2 separate regions of the Hordeum vulgare genome follow, and region 1 is linked to region 2. Evidence: chromatin contacts called from public Hi-C data. All regions are on one chromosome and are shown on one strand. Each heading gives the region's core, a stretch centred on a gene start, on an enhancer-like site or on the middle of the called end of the contact. The rest is flanking DNA. Distances are from core to core; before and after follow the strand shown. Region 1 holds the start of LOC123426958 (agmatine deiminase). Region 2 holds the start of LOC123426956 (probable inactive ATP-dependent zinc metalloprotease FTSHI 3, chloroplastic).

Region 1 (5,785 bases), core at 1,034-3,533, 240 kb before region 2:
TGTGGAAATACTTTTTAAGACAAATTTACACATGGTTCTGAAGTTTCTAATCCAGATTTTTTTTTGAAGATATTGATAATAAAATATTGAAATTTTGGCTTTATGCATGTCCAAGTCGATGGTTTTCTGGGAGGGGGTAATAGTAGTAGAATGAGAAGGAAAAGAAACGTTACTCCCTCCGACTCATATTAACTGTCGCAGCTTTAGTGTACAACTTTGTACTACAGCTTCAACAAGTAACATGGTTCCAGAGGGAGTGGTAGAGAACAAGGGGAAGGAATTGTGGTCATGTCTAGTGCTATGCGTCAACACATCTTTTGTTATTCTCTATAGGTAAAAGACAATTGATGCACATGGGGTTGGTGGTCCGTGGTTGAGTGCAAATAAAACATACTACGTACTGACCCGGTTCCAAGATTCCACTAGAGTTTAGGAATCTTGGTAGGGGGTCCAATAATTCAACTTTGTAACTGCTTCTGATGGCTGATGGCAAGCGCACATAGTTGGTTCAAATAAACCAGACCGGTCTCTGGTTTGTCCCACACTGTGACACAGGACCAGCATGCCAGCTGCACACCTACTAGCACCTGTTGTCATATTTACTCCCTCCGTACCTAAATATAAGTCTTTTAAGATATTTTACTAGGTGTCTACATACGAAGCAAAATGAGTGAATCTATACTCTAAAGTATGTCTATATACATCCGTATGTGGTCCATTAGTGAAACTCCTAGAAAGACTTATATTTAGAAACGGAGGGAGTATTTGTTAGTAGAAGTATGACAACAGGTGCTAGTACGTGGGCAGCGATATGTATTTGTTACTAGAAGTATTTGCTTATTCAACAGCGTCACGCGGTCACAAATCTCGGTGGATACGCAAACAAGTGCACGCGGAGAAACGCCACCGCGCCATCAGGAGCACGCGCACGGATACCTCGCCCCGCCAACGAACGGGGTGCGGCTGAGCCAGACATCCAAATATTTCTCTAACTGGAGATAAGGCACGTCATGGAACTAGATACTGAGATATCTGTGCCACATGACTCGAACAGAGACGCATACACAGATGTAGAATTGCGTGGCAGAAAGACAACAAGCGGGAGGAATTGTTGTTATTTTTATAGGTAAAAGAGTTAAAAGCACTTTATATATACTCTCTCCCCGTTCCTAAATATAAGCTTTTTTAAAGGTTTTACTAAAAGACAACATACGAATATATATAAACATATATTAAAGTGGTTTTACTAAAAGACAACATACGAATATATATAAACATATATTAAAGTGTAAATTCACTTATTTTGCTCCGTCCCTGGTAAAATCTCTGAAGAGACGTATAAACCTCTCGCCACTGTCTTTTATTCTGAAGGAGGAACATGATTCGTTGGAATAGTTTACCTGACCACCGAAAGGGGATGGACGCACTTGACTTGGGGTTGGTGGTTGAGTACAAACAAAACATAGTACGAGTACTATTATACAGGTAGAGCACTGACGACCCGGTTCCAAGATTCACTGGAGAAGGAATCTTGAGAGGGGGTCCAATAATTCAACTTGGCAACTGGTGCTGCCATGCCAAGCACACGTAATTGGTTGAAACAAAACGGACCACTGTTCGGTTCGCCTACTAAACACAGCGATACGGGACCCACACGTCAGCGACAAGTATGACAAAACAGTTGCGTAGTACGAGTAGATGGGCAGGCGTATTTGTTTGTCAAGGCAGGAGTGGTGTTTCTTTCTTCTTTTTTGCTTGTTCAATTCAACAACGCCACGCGGGGACAAATCTCGGCGCACCCCGCAAACAGGTGGACGGCGAGAGACGGCATCGTCTCAGGGACTAACAGCAGAAGCTGCGCCATGCCGAAGCCGAACAAACCTCGCCGGGCCAACGAGCGGCCGCGGCCAAACATTTCCCCCGACCACTAAACGGAGCGGTTCGATCGGAATCAGGCGATCGCAGAAAAAAGATGGGCGGAAACGAAGAACACGACTGGCGAGACGAGATGGGGCGAGGGAGGGAGGAAGAGGAGGAGGGGGAGGACTTACGGGCCAGCCCATCCAGCACTGCTCGTGCGGCTCCCACTCGGCGGGCATCCGGAAGCCCATCTTCGCCGGGCACCCCGCCATGGCCTTCACCATCCTCCCCTCGGCTCGGCTCTCGCCGAACCTGGATTGGTTGGATCCTCCGCCGCGCTGATCTGAGGGAATCCGGGGATGGAGAATGGAATACTGCTGGTACTGTGGAGGAGAGCCTCCCGGGCCTCGACGCGACGTCTGCTTTATGTAGGACGTGGGGGTGGGGGAGGGAGGGGAAAGGGAAGGGTGGGGGTGTGGAAAGATCGTGAGGCGGTCCGGGCGGGCGGGTCAGGGGCGTGTGCTGCTGCTAGAGGCTGGGCCCACGCGACGGGCTTTGCGCCGCACGGTGCCCAAGTGTCTAGCGCCCAGTGGCTACTGATGCGTGGGCCCGCCGCTACCGGCCAGGGCATGGGAATGCAAATATTCCTCGGAATCCTGAGTGCCTTTTTCGGTAGGGCGCTCGAGCGCGGGGCCCGGGTACCTTGTGGGCCCACCGTCGGTGGTGCTTGTTTAAGAGCATCTTTAGACCTTGTTTGGTTCCAATAAGTCAGGTGACTTATAAGTCAGGTGATTTAAAACTAGTGACTTATAAGTCACCCCTGTTTGGTTGTCACCTGACTTATAAGTCACCTGACCATACCTTTTTATTCTGTTTTTTTTTCCGCCATTCTTCTATTCCCGCCATTTCATTTTACAAATCCATTTCAAATATGCGTACAAATACAAATACAAATCCATTTCAAATATGCGTACAAATACAAATACAAATACAAATACAAATCCATTTCAAATATGCCTACAAATACAAATCACTAACAAATACAAATTACATTGTTCGACACTAGAACAAATACCAATTACTGCCTACTATGCAGTCCTTCCGCTATCCAATCACGAAAAACGTTCATGTTATGATCATGTTGATTGTTTGGGCGGTTCCCGTCACTAATCTCGCGAATGACTAATTTTAAAAAGAGTTCTAGCCTTGGTTCATTCCATTTAGCATGATCAAAGCCACGCTGTCATGCATTGCAACTCGATTACAAAACGATACCATGTGATACTTTGCAATTGTGAAACACATGAGCACTCAAATGTTACCTCATCCGAGTCGTCTTCTTCCTCGTCGGAGTTCTGGAGCATGTTGAAGTTGGTACAGTAGAAGCCTTCCTCGTCGTCGTCCAGGTCAATGTGGCCTCCGGTCTGAGCGCTTGCGGCATTGGTCAGGGACCTGCCGCGCTTGACTACACCACCACCGCGACCAGCCCCTGACCTTGCTGGACGAGGAGGCATGCCGGCGCTGGATGAGGTTCCTCGGCCACCTACGCCTCGGCCCGCACCTCGACCGCGTCCAGCCGTGGCCACCACATGCTTGCCGCTGCGTCGATGGGGAGGGGCCTCCTGGGGCTGCAGAACATGCTGATACTCCGACAGTGTAGGAAACGCCGCCGCCTCGGAGTTCAGGTCCAGTCCCCCCGGCGCTGGCGGATCGAGGAAGGTCGGGGCCGCACCTAGGCCTCCAGTCGCCGCGCCCAGACCTCCAGTCCCCGCCGCGCCCATGCCTCCAATCGCCGCGCCCAGGCCACCCACGCGCGGAGAGAAGCCTCCAGCCGCCGGAGCACGAAACGGAGCAGCAGCCGCACGAATCGGTGGGGAGTAGTTGCCGACCTGGGAGCCGTCAGCAAACAAGTCCTCTTCCTCGTCGGCGCCTTGGGAATCTTGGAAAAGGGCGGCGAAGCTCCTACCGGCCATGGTGGAAACCGGGCGGCGAGCGGAGTAGGCGAGCGGATCCGGGCGGAGGCGAGCGGATCCGGCCGGGGCGAGCTCACGATGGAGGGCGGCGGCGGCGAGCTCGCGATGGAGGGCGGCGGCGGCGAGCTCGCGATGGAGGCTGGGGTGCGCGGTGCCTAGGACGATGGGGAGGCGTGGGGTGCGCGGTGGGACGATGGGGAGGCGTGGTCACGGGTGGGCTGGCTGAAAAAGTGGTGGGACCCACCCAAAAGTAAGTGACTAATAAGTTTTAAGTTGGGGTGGAGCAACTTATGACTTATAAGTTGGGATGACTTATAAGTTGGACCTGTTTGGCAAAATAAGTCACCTTTTGCACTTTTTAACTTATAAGTTGGTGACTTATTTGGAACCAAACAGGGCCTTAATAGTTTGTATGTTCAACTAGTTGAATGCCCGTGCGTCGTCAGGGCTTAATATGTAGATGATAAAGACGTTAGTAAAATAACAGTTTAAGCAATGCATGCATCCACTTTACTTGCACCGAATATCGATGTTCTTCCCTATCTTACATTTTAAAAAAAATTGGTCCCGGTACTTTTAACATGCAAAGTGTCCACATCAACGTCCCATAAAGCAATGCGTTTAAGTCTTTTCTTCCACTAAGCCATGCAAAATCTACGACATTACCGAGTCATGCATTCCACTTAAAATTACAATTACAATAGTCTACGCATGTAACACCGTCACATCATATATTCATGTTAGCCATCCTTTATATTTTTATTCAGAATGCCATTTTAACTCCAATTCAAAAGTTTTTATTCCATTCTTGGACACTTTATTTTATTGATTTCCAAGCTTATACTTTATTTTTCATTAGATTTAGTTATTGTTAGAAACTACTTACGTATTTCGTAACAAAGCTACCGCAACAACGACTGGGGAGAAAGTTATCCTCACTGCTATATTTATGTTGACATGCAGACATGCCAACTCAGCTATCATGCATATCAGCAAGCATGCAATTGAACTGCTAAATTTTCCTGCTCTACCGTGATGTCGTGTCATCACTTTTTTTTTCATTTTTTTCTTTGCTTCAGTTTACTAACCGTGAGTCAATTATCTCCTCCATGCAAAAAATAAGCAGCACAAATGGTTGCCTGTTCACATCCCCACTATCTTATTGATATTCAACTTCTCCACGAAACATGTCTAGGAGTAACACCTCAAGGCATCACTTCATTTCCTCATAACATGTTCTTCTCACATGAGTTTTGATAATAAATAGCAATGACCTCATCATCTGACGAGATTCATGATTTTTTTCCTTCCCTTGCTCGATATCTTCCGCAGAACCCAGACCAATGTGGGTAATGTACGTTTGCACATACATAGAGGTTCACAAGCCGACGCTGATGCAGGAAGGCGATGACACCGATTTTCGAGTTAAACATTAAATTCAAGCCATCTTCTAGTGCAAAACATTTCACATTTTATTTTCTTACTTTTCTTCTCCTTACCGTGTGCCCCTTTCTTTTAAGTTGTTTATTACACTATCATCCCGATTCAACGCGCAGGGTATTTCTAGTTTCCCCTTTCCCGATGACCAAGTACCTTTCTACTACAATCCCAACCTAAATGCCATTTCAAAACAAAAATAAAAGAATACTATAAAAATTAGGATCCTCATTGTACATATTATCTTTGAAAACCCGCGAGCAAAACCACAAATAACTGATGACAAGGAAGCAAATATTAAGATCCATAAATTGTTCGTGCGTTTTACATGATAAATGAAATACATGTTATAACAAAATTATAACATTCCTTTAATAAAAATAAACTTGTAAAATAGACGGGGCCAAGTAAATCTAGCTTGTACAATTTTCTGAGCTACCACACCGCCAATCCACTCCACCTAAATAGTGCATGCGAGACATCTCTTTTGGTCACATCAAATGCATCCCATTCAA
Region 2 (6,211 bases), core at 2,721-5,220:
ACATTCGATGATACATGAATGGATTGGCCCGAGGCACTACACACTCGACGCACTACTTCTCCTTGCCCATCGCTTGCCATGCACCACACTGCTTGCGCTCTCACATGACTCTCACAGTTCACACTAGCTTGCCTTGGTACTGCCCACCATATTTGTCCCCTCCCTACTTTTCTTCTTCTTTCTCCTCCACCCAAACGAAGGTTACAAATGTGTTACATGTGACTGGAGCCAATCCGACTTTAATGGGACCCGACATAACGAAATTATCGTCGCCAAGAGTGAGGCTTCATAGGTTGTGATGATTCCGCTTACACCCTGTTTGGATGTAGGAAAAACTAGTTCAGAATTGGAAATCTGGAATTTATGGACTAATTCCGTTGTTTGTGGTGGTTACAGAATTGGCCCATGGAAACGAATCGAATTCAAGCCGTCCACCCCGTGCGAAAAGCTTCCGAGCCTCGCACACCCGAATCGCACGGAAACGCTCTCTACCCTCACCCCTGCGTACCCCTTCGCTCACATGCGGGGCCCGAAGCCCTCCCGCCGCCGCCGCCGCCATCCGACCACCTTCGTCGCCGCCGCATCCGGCCACTTTCGCCCCCCCAACACGCCACCTCCGCCCCCGCATCCGGCGACCTCTGCCGCCGCCGCATCCTGCCACCTCCGTCCCCGCATCCGTCCACCTCCGCCCCCGCGTCCGGCTGCTCCACCCCGAGCCGCCACGTTGCTCCGTCCCGAGCCTCGAGCAAGACCCGAAGCCCCGCCGCCTAGGGTTCGCCCGCCGCCATCCGGCCAACTTCGCCCCCGCATCTAGCTGCTCCGTCAGCGATTCCATGGTTGGCACATCCAAACATGATTTGGAATTAGGTGCTAGCCTTTGATTCCAACAACAAATACCAAGCACATCCCAACAACAAAATTTGAATAGAAGGCCATTTCCTTTCCATCTTGGATTTGGTATTCCAGTCCAATTCAATTTCAAGCCAATTTTTCCTACATCCAAACAAGGGGTTGGTGAGTTTTGGGCGACCAATGTGGATTCCTTGCATATGTACGAAAAAGTGCTTATAGTTATAAGTATGTTTGAAATGTTGTAATATTTGTTAACATGTTTTTGACACCGCAAAGAAAACCTATCACAATGCTTTGTAAACTTATAAATAAATGTTACGTGCGGGGTTTTACGTTGCAATGATTGAATTGAGCTACTTTCACACTTAAGTGAAATCCAACAATCAAGGGAGGTGGTCGATCCACGATTCGTCGATCAGCTAACATAAAAAAAACACAGACACACACAGGTGATAGAGACCTCCGTGCCAGGCCGTGGTTAGTCCAATCACAAACACAGACATTTTAATCAATTCTCTTGTTTGGGAGATAGATCGGAATACCCTATCTACTGCTAATAGCGCCATACCCTTATTTTCTAAATCTTCAAAAAAAATATTTTAGAGTTTCATTTTTTTTCAAAAAATCAGGGTAAATTTACACATATTCATGCCGAATCTGGAAATTTTCGTTCAAAAATATTATGATTTGCATGGTGTGCAAAAAAGACAAAATTTAGGCCCAACAACAAAAACAATTTGGCCCATTTTTATTTACATATTTGTTTTTTTTGTGTACGTCACATATTACAGTATATTGTTCTAAAACTTTTTTTTTGCATCGATGTTGTTCTAAAACTTTTCTCAGACGTGTTAAACATGCATTTGTGTACCTACATTTTTTCAAATCTTTTTGCGCCATATAAGTACGTTTTTTTAAAAGCGAGCTCACTGGAGCCCGGCCTTCATTGGTCATTTGCTCAATATTAGGCTTTTCTACCCTCGAGCGTCTTTATAATGGGCTAGCCAATTGCAAGACTTAGGACATAACAGACTTCGTTTATTACAAGCTTCTCGAAGCATTTAGGATTTTTTTCCCTTTACATGTTTTCTTGCTTTAACTTTCATGAACGTTTTCTTAAATAAGTTGTTTTTTCGAATGGATGAAGTTTTTAAAAATTCAAGAATCGTTTTAAAATTAATGAAATTTTTTCCACAAGAAAAATCATAAATATTTTGTAAATCTTTGAACTTTTTCAAACTAGTGTATTTTTTATTTTCATTTTCATTTACCTATATTCCATGAATTGTTTTCAAATCCTTAAGTTTTTTCAAACCTTCTTCAAATTTGTGCGTTTTTTCAAATTCATGAACAATTAGAAAATTCACAAACTCTTTTTTGAATTCGCGAACAAGTTTCATACTCCTAAACTTTTCCAAATATGTGATTATTCTTTTGAATTCGCGAAATTTGTTTTACACACAATTTAAAAAATATATTGAAAAACCGTTAGTTGTTCTTTTAGACAAGTAGTAGTTGCTGCTCTTTCAAAGTAATAAATGTGGCCTAAAACTACGGGAACAACTTGTTACCGAGCGCTCCCTCGGAAGCCTTTCAGCGATCACTCCCGCGCGCCGCCACTTGGCGCGTTTCTACCCGCCGCCACGTGTCGCGTTCAGAGTGTTCCCTTTGGATTTTATTTTTATTTTTCGCACGCGTTTTCGTCTTTTTTGAATGTTTTTTTCATTTTTTTTGGTATTACGGGTTTTCACCGATCTTTCGTAACCTTTGGATGGAAAAACGCGAAAAAAGTGTTTTCTTCTCTTTTACGCGAAAAACTCGTTTTCTGTTTTTTTTGCGAGAGACACGATTTTGCTTCCGCAAGAGGCACGCCTGTGCCTTTCAGAAAGGAAAAAAAAAACACGTTTTTTGATATTTTTTTTTGAAAGAGCCACAATTTTGCTTCCGCGAAAGGCGCGTTTTTGCCTTCACGAGAGGCACGCCCGTTGCGGTGCCTTCTTTTTCTTTTCTGTTTCTTCATTGGTTGTGTTCGGTTTTCTGTTGTTCTTTGTTTTCACCGGTTTTCTTAGTTTCTTTCATGGTTGGCACTCATTTTTTCTTTCTTTTTATTCGTTTTACGTTGTTTTTTGCTCCGTTTCACTGTTTCTTCTTTTTTCTCATTTTTTTGTTTCTTCCTTGATTTTCAGCGGTTTTGCACTTTTTTTGTTTCATTATCGGTTTTCATTCTTTTGCATTGATTTTATGATATTTTTATTTTGAATTTTTATTGGTTTACTTTGTTGATTTTTATCGATTTCCTTTTGTTCAACACATGTCAACTGTTTTTAGAACACGTACAACTTTTTTTGTAGATATCATAAACATATTTTATATACATATTAAATATTTTTGAAATAGAAGATTTACATTTTAAACTAATATTGTTGATGTCTACTTTTTTCATACATGTTTTATATTTGTTGTATATATTTAATACATATTTATGTTTTTCAAATACAATATTTACTTTTTTGAATACAAAGTCAACATTTTTCAATACACATTGAATTTTTTTAATGACAATAAGCGTTTGTCACACATAATGCACATTTTTCACATGCATCAGGAACATTTTATATACTTTTTTAACATTTTACTAAAAATATATCTGAAAAAATATGTTTTTTGATGTATAATTTTATTTAATTTACGTTGGACATTTTTTATATACACCAAGAGTATTTGTTATACACTTGACGATTTTTAAAATACATGATTGGTATTGTTTTTCATTCACATTGTATTTTTTGTATACGTGACACATATTCTCTCTATAATCATTTAAATTTATCAAATGCTTGATTAAATTTTGAAGATACTTTATTTACAATTTTTTGAATACATGTTCAACTTATGTCATACATATTGTATATTTTTCATATACAAAAGAAATATTTTTTATATGCACATTTAATATTTATCTAATGCTTGATTAACATTTTTGAAAATGTTTTATGCAAAGTTTTTCTTGCAATATACATATTTAGAATATTTGAAAGTATAATAGACAAAAATAGAAAAGAAACAGAGAAAAGGAGGGCTCTGTCCAACCTCATCCGGACTGGATCCATAACAAGCAGAGCAGTAGATAGAAAGCCCACGACCAGCAATTTCCCGGATAAAAATAAATAAATCTGTTCGGCTATGGTCCTCTCCGTCTCCGTCCACGAATCATCACCAGGCCAAGCCGGCAACACGCCACTTCTTCTGGGAGAGGAATTCCCTCGAACACCCCGTGCGCGCATCCCGCGCGACCTCTGTCCGATCGAATGGCGGTAACGAACTGAGCTAGGAGGGAGTACGTGGCTCCAATGGCGTCCCTTCCCCCCTTATCCGCTGCCGCCGCCTCTCTCCTGCGGCACCACGTCTGCTTCAGCCACCCCACTTCTTCCCGGAGCTGCTTCGCCGAGAGCGAGAGCTATGGATGCTGCGGCGGAGTGCCTAACGCCGGGCGCTGCACGAGGCTGCGGCTGCGGCGGAGGAGCCCGGTACGTGCCAAGGTCGGCGAGGTGGAGAAGGACAAGGGCGCCGATTTGGGGCTCCGCACGGACCAGCCCAAGAGCCTGCGGCGGCGCCTGCGGCTCAGGCCGCGGCTGCGGGTGCTGCGGTGGCGTCTCCTGCGGCTTCTGTCGCCGCGGGAGCTCGCCGGCGACGCCGTGGCGGCGTTGCGGCGGGCCATCCGTCGCGTGCCGCCGCCTGCGGTCGCGTCGGTCGTCCTGGGGGCCCTCCTGCTCGCCGCGCGGCTCACGCTGCCCAAAAACCCGGCCCAGGAGGTGGCCTACGCGGACCTCCTGGCGGGGCTGCGCGCGGGCGCCGTGACCGCCGTCGCGTTCGAGGAGGACTCGCGCCGCATCTACTTCAGCAAGGCCGAGGACGCCGGCAGCGGCGAGGACGAGCGCGAGACCGGCAGGGGCGCCGCCGTGCCGAAGTGGCCGTACTACGCGAGGAGGGTGCCGCACGACGAGGGCTTCCTGCTAGGGCTGATGCGGGAGGGCGGGGTGGACTACCGGTCTGCTCCACGGCCGGCGGGGAGGCTGCTGGTGGACATGCTGACCACGCTGCTCACGCTGTGGTTCTCATTGCTGCCGATGATGTGGTTCTTGCAGAGGCAGATGTCGTCTGGGGGCAACGCGGACAAGCGCCGCCGGCCCAGGAAGCAGCAGGTGGGGTTTGACGATGTCCAGGGCGTGGATGAAGCCAAGGAGGAGCTTGTCGAGGTGAATATGGCCTCTCTACTTGATTGTTTTCTGTGATGTTGATGACATTCTCACGAGTAGACAATAGACAGAGTGCATTGACATAGCAATTCAGCAAAATGCCAATCAAGTTTAAGAAAGGAATTAACAAAAATTACACCCATATAACAAGCCCCACCCACACATGGATCTTAGAACGAGGTCTTGCTAATCTTGTTGATTCTCATTTATAGAAATCCAGGTGGACCGAGAGTTCACAATTGCATATGTCAATCACAAATGGTATTATTCTTGCCAGATAAACTTTCCCTGACTTGTGGCAATCTATTGAAACTGCAAATACTAAGGGTATGAGGAGGAACTTTGGAAAATAAGAAATGTCACAAGTAAGATCATGCAATGGCACTTAAGCCTGCTTGCCTTATTGACTTGTTGCTGGACTACAATGTGGTTCCTGTAGGAAATCGTATGTTTGCTCCCTTTTATTTGACAAAGCCTTGTTTCAAGAAAAATGGCACGAGCATGTCTGGAATATGAATACATCATTAAATGTTTAGCAAAACGAACTGCAGGATATGGTACATATGTACACCTGACGACCACGAGAAAAAATCTGTGTCTGACTATGCCATTCGACCCGTTCGTGCGTAAGAAAAAAAATCCAGAAGGAAAACCATGCCATGGCACGTTACGTGTACCCAACACCCGGGACATCTAGATGCAGATTTGGAACCTTGAGGGTACCCCCTGACCCTCCTCAGTTCAACTAAATGAACTAAACTTTCAGAATTTACATCACTTTTGAAAATTTAGTTCATTTGGTTGAACTAAGAGCCGGAGGGTGCCCTAAAGGTTCCAAATTTGCATTCCTACAGGGACACACCTCTTCGATATTTTAAAGGGGTAAAAAACAGCAAAACTGATGCTAAATGGAGTAACCCGGATGAAAATCTGCTGACTGGAGTAATTTGTATCTATGGATTCTGTGGTATTGACTGCTGAAGCTTTTTGATGCTAGGAATTATATTTGTTTTAGCCGATGTCTTGTTTTTAGTTCTTCATGCGGGAGTTAGTTATGTACTTCTATTGACTTCATATCAATACAAGGCTCATAAACTGTTATA

The links. Hi-C and Micro-C count contacts between places; a contact is called where the count stands out from the background.
Region 1: a contact with region 2 is called in a Hi-C map of seedling, with 3 times the contacts expected there. The contact joins the promoter of LOC123426958 here to the promoter of LOC123426956 in region 2. A contact is called at or near these places in 3 of 6 Hi-C or Micro-C datasets (leaf and seedling).

What each region holds. Positions count from the first base shown.
Region 1 is chr2H:517,690,638-517,696,422 of MorexV3_pseudomolecules_assembly, reverse strand. LOC123426958 (agmatine deiminase) reads right to left here and starts at 2,283. Exons shown (of 10, transcript XM_045110879.1): 1 at 2,052-2,283. The coding sequence starts at 2,144.
Region 2 is chr2H:517,451,942-517,458,152 of MorexV3_pseudomolecules_assembly, reverse strand. LOC123426956 (probable inactive ATP-dependent zinc metalloprotease FTSHI 3, chloroplastic) reads left to right here and starts at 3,970. Exons shown (of 5, transcript XM_045110877.1): 1 at 3,970-5,108. The coding sequence starts at 4,203.